Regions from separate parts of the Zea mays genome. Here region 2 is linked to region 1. The links are chromatin contacts, called in public Hi-C maps. All regions are on one chromosome and are shown on one strand. Each heading gives the region's core, a stretch centred on a gene start, on an enhancer-like site or on the middle of the called end of the contact. The rest is flanking DNA. Distances are from core to core; before and after follow the strand shown.

What was found. Hi-C and Micro-C count contacts between places; a contact is called where the count stands out from the background.
Region 2: a contact with region 1 is called in a Hi-C map of bundle sheath, with 2.9 times the contacts expected there. The contact joins the promoter of LOC100280989 here to the promoter of LOC542240 in region 1. A contact is called at or near these places in 4 of 25 Hi-C or Micro-C datasets (bundle sheath, ear, leaf and 1 more).

The regions. Positions count from the first base shown.
Region 1 is chr1:265,486,582-265,489,134 of Zm-B73-REFERENCE-NAM-5.0, forward strand. It overlaps LOC542240 (TATA-binding protein 1), which reads right to left and starts at 1,278. Exons shown (of 9, transcript NM_001111848.2): 1 at 961-1,278. The coding sequence starts at 1,037.
Region 2 is chr1:265,738,557-265,741,109 of Zm-B73-REFERENCE-NAM-5.0, forward strand. LOC100280989 reads left to right here and starts at 1,266. Exons shown (of 1, transcript NM_001153909.1): 1 at 1,266-1,925. The coding sequence starts at 1,543. The coding sequence ends at 1,833.

The sequences.
Region 1 (2,553 bases), core at 28-2,527:
GCTACCGCCAAAGATGCTCAAACTGCCCCCACCAGAGTTCTCGTGTGGCATAAAGAGGTCATCGACCCACTCCTTCCTTCAGATGTTGGACCTCACCCCAATCCTCTTGTTGTCAGAGCTATCCCAGTACGTTGTGTAATCTATATCCATCTCATCTCCTCTGATTGCCTTGAGCACAGAGCTTCCCCATGGCAGAGCCCTCTGTCCAACCGCACTCGCACCTGGCGACACAAAGATGGCACGGCGGCGCGTTCCGCAAGGAATGACTTCGTCCACCCAATTTGAGGGGACCGAGTTATCCGCATATTTCAGGAATATGCCACTGCAGAGACGATACGTCCCAAGCACCCCCACCCCCAAAACCAAACACTGATGAAAAAGGGATTGCCCCCTCGAGCCAAAGGCAACTTTAAACACCTTTATTCATGGTCAACTCACATCAACCAATGCATTTAACCCTTGACACGAGATGAGATATCAAAATCTCTTTCCGCGAGGCTGACTGCTTATCACATTAGTCATTACACAGTTTATGCTCCCGAATCAAAACATGGAATGTAAATATGGTCAAGAAGAGATTATGCTTGCTGTGACTACTACGCCAAGAATACAAACTTCAATTAGATCTGAGTTTGGCCCTGGCTCGTTCTCACAAGTCAGATCCGAGAGAGGATGACAACAAAATAATTCACGTTTTAGTCCCAACTATGTAAAGTCAATATTAGCTCATTTCGATGCACCCAGCACCGGGGAGCTCGGGAAGCTGAACAAAAAACACGATACAGACCAGCCACACCACCACTCACAGTACAGAGAGGCACCCCGCTGCCCAGACTCAAGCCCTGGCAGCTCCAGCCTCTAGGGAACCCAAGCACCGCCATCCGCCGCGCGACCCTAGCACGTACGGCACGGGATCTCTCCGCAACCCCTAACCCCAGACGACCCAGATCCGGGACTTACTGGAGCGTGGGGACGATGCCGGAGGGGTGCTTGGACAGATCCACCGGCTGGCTGTCCTCGAGCCCCGGCTCCGCCATCCCAATCACGCACGCAACCTCGGCGGCTCCGCGCCGCGAATCCGCGCCGAATCAGAGGCCTAAATGGGCGGGAAAGGAGCGCGCGTGTCACGGGTTCGAGGGGGAATTCGAAATTCTGGTCTTTTATAGAGATCTGGAGAGAGGTTGGGGAAGAGGGCAAGCAATGGAAGGGAGCTAGGGTTATCTATCTCGCGACGGGACAGCGCAGGGGCGTGAGAAACTGAGAATGCAAGGGGGGTCGTCTGGTGGGTGGGAGACTGGGAGGTAGATGCGTGCGGGAGGTTTTTGTAGGGGAACAGGGTAGACCGGCTGTGGCCGGTTACCGGTTTGCCCATGCACTATTACATGTTATATTAAGATTTTTTTGACTGTTAGAGCTGTAATTCATAGAGACTAAAGATAGCAATGGTTAAATACACATTAGTTATTACTATCTCATACTCATATCTATGATAAAAAAAATAGTCTCGTTGGGTCACCCGTATCAACCGGTGAGTATGGATTTACCCCATACCCATGTGGGTATGGATTATTCGTCGGGTCACTCTTACCCATAAAGATTAAACATCTATATTATACAAATGTCAAATATATCCATCTAAATATAATTACAAAATTTCTAGCATCATTTAATCATCTATTCAAGAACATCATAGATGTGGATAAAGTAGCAACACTGAGTTATTAATACATACCACATTACATGTTTTATTACACGGTCATCAAATAGTTGTTAAGCCTTCTATAATATTATTGCCCAAAAGTTTGTTAAATAGTCAAAAGAGATGTATGACTGAAGCTCGAGTTCATGCTTTTGGGCTAAGTTTATATCGGGTATTTTATACACGCGTGTTAACAGGTATGGATGAGGGTGGAACGTTCTAATACCCATTTACCCAAATGTTTTTGCCTAACAAGAGACTCATGGGTAGAATATTTAGCTCATATGCATACCCTAAGACTGACTCCAACAGAGCAGCTAAATGGACAGGCAAAGCTAAAATAGCTACCCACGAGCTACTGTAGCAGTACAAATTACCTTCCAACAGGACAGTCAAACAAGCCAGGCAAAAAGGATGGAAAGAGATAGGAAAGCTATAATAGCTTGTACTGTTGCTGGCAGCCATTTCATTTTTCTGTGTCTGAGAACATGACCCCCACCATCTGCTTCATTTGTTGGACTATACTACCGCTACCTTTTTGCCTGTGTCGTTGAAAGCGTGTGCCATATGCCTGGACAGGCAAACCAGGGACGCTAGCCAAAGGCTTGAATGGCTGCTCGATTTGCATGGCCTCTGTTGGAGTCAGCCTAACTGTTGGGAACCATAATTAGGGGTACCCTCAAGGCTCCTAATTCTCAGCTGGTAACCCCCATCAGCACAAAGCTGCAAAGGCCTGATGGGTGCGATTAAGTCAGGGATCGGTCCATTCGAAGGACTCGATCACGCCTCGCCCGAGCCTAGCCTCGGACAAGGGCAGCCGACCCCGGAGGATCTCCGTCTCGCCCGAGCCCCCC
Region 2 (2,553 bases), core at 16-2,515, 250 kb after region 1:
GAGCTCTGACTGCTGGGCCCGCCGAGATGTCCGGTGGCGCACCGGACATGTACTGTAGAGTGTCCGGTGCGCCGGCATGGGCGTGCCTGACTTCTGCGCGCGCTGGCGCGCATTCAATGTGCTGCAGGTAGCCGTTGGCGTCGAAGTATCCGTTGCGTCGATGTCACACCGGACAGTCCGGTGTACACCGGACATGTCCGGTGAATTATAGCGGACTAGCCGTTTTGAATTCCCGAAGCAGGCAAGTTCCAGAGCCGCTCTTCCTTGGAGCACCGGACACTGTCCAGTGTACACCGGACAGTCCGGTGAATTATAGCGGATTCGCCTCTAGATTTTCCCGAAGGTGACGAGTTCGACTTGGAGTCCTTTGGTGCACCGGACACTGTCCGGTGGTGCACCGGACAGTCCGATGCGCCAGACCAGAGGTGCCTTCGGTTGTCTCTTTGCTCTTTTGTTGAACCCAATACTTGGTCTTTTTATTGGCTAAGTGTGAACCTTTGATACATGTATAACTTATACACTAGAGCAAATTAGTTAGTCCAATTATTTGTGTTGGGCAATTCAACCACCAAAATCATTTAAGAAATAGGTGTAAGCCTAATTCCTTTTCAACTAGCAAATGCTAGCTCGTTCTAGCTAATAAGTTGATTTAAACTCAGTTCGAGCTGCGTGGTTAACAAACCGAGCTAAAATACTAGTTTAGCTCGTGGCTTTGAAACAAGGTGTATTGTGTTGAACTGAGCTAGCCGTCTCTAGCAATATCTTCTATATCCACCATTTATATTCATCCTTTACGGTCTCCTCTAAAAAATTTCATCATCTATATCTTCTTCCTCTCCAACAACGTCCTCTATACACATCTATATTAGATTCATTTTTTACATACATATTTGTTATACTCTCAAATGTATTGTACATATTTTAGGTTTGCTAACCGGTTATTTAAAATATTCAAATGGATAGAGGACCGTTTAGAGAAACTATATATAGAGAGAATTGAACAGGGTCCTTTAAATTTAGAGGACTGTTTAGAGTACGCTGCTGAAGAACGTAGAAAACTGTTTGATCCACTGTATTTAAGGTACGTTTGGTTGCGGGACAGTCAGGATAAAGATGTCTCCTGACATTCTATTTTGTCTTTATAATTTTTAATTTTGAGAGACAACCGCGACAACACCGATATGTCCCAACATTTAACCCTGAAACAAACAAACTTCCGCGCGGCCGGATCCAGTGGCCAGAACCCTCGCTGGTCTGCGTTTCCCATCTCGTGATTCTACACTTCTACCGTTCCACTCTCGTGCGCTCTTGTTTTCTTCTCTCCGTTGCCGCCCTACGTCAGGTGCCCAATTCTCCATTTTCGGGCCCTTCTCCAGCGACGAGCACCCGCCAGGTACGCCCACCTCTCCTCCTCCGTTCCTTCGCCGAGCGCCCAAACCCTAGCTTAAGCCATTTGCATTCGGATCTGATCCAATTTCAAGTGTACTAGGTCCGATCCATCTCACCCGGATCTTCTGTATCTCGGGTTCTTGGCAGAGGATTATGGATTGGCTGGGGCAGAAACGCGCGGAGATGCTGATGCAGGTGCTGCTGGTGGCGTCTGCGGTGGTGGCGTTCCTGGTGGGCTACGTGCGCGCGGACTTCCAGCTCATGCTGCTCGTCTACGCCGGCGGCGTCGTGCTCACGGCTCTGGTCACCGTCCCCAACTGGCCTTTCTACAACCGTAACCCGCTCAAGTGGCTCGACGCTGCCGAGGCCGAGCGCCACCCGCGGCCCCAGGTCAGCGCCGCCCCCGCGGCAGGGGGTAAGAAGAGGTCCGGGAAGAACAAGTAGTTGGTCGATGTGTGTGTTCTTGGTCGACCTGACTCAACCTGTTTAAGATCTATTCGCAGAACTAATCAATTATAAAAAGAGATATTGAGATATTTGACAGTTTTCGTACTTAAAAGTGCTCAGCTGTAGCTGAAAATTTAGGGTGGGTTTGGTTACCATGGGACGGGATGGAATGAGACGACCCGATCCTTTATATAATGTTGTTTGGTTTAGAGTAAGAGATTGGACATGATCATCTTAGTGTTGTCCCTAGCTTTCTGTTAGAATTGGATGCACGAGAGGGGACGCCGGGGATATGGCTGTCTCAGGCTATCCCGCAACTAAACATACCCATAGGACTCCTTTGGATCATAACACAGGCTTCTTAAAACATAGCAATAGGAAAACACACAGGGTTATAATGTCCATGTCATTGGAATCCTACAGGAATCATAACACAGGGAAGCCACAAAACATATGTTCAGATCATGCGCAGGAAAAACATAGGAATGATAAGGCAGAAAGGAAAGAAAACATGAGGTTGGACCTCATGCATATCTTTCTCCAAAATTGCCACGGGATATACCATTCCATATGAAATTTTAAAGGAATTAACAGGTTTCAAATCTCATGCTTATTCTGTTCCAAAGGCTCTCGTAGGAAAACTTTTCATAGGGATTGAATATTCTAAAAAATTCCTTTGCTTTTCGTCCATTCTAAAGGAGGCCATTAGAATCCTGT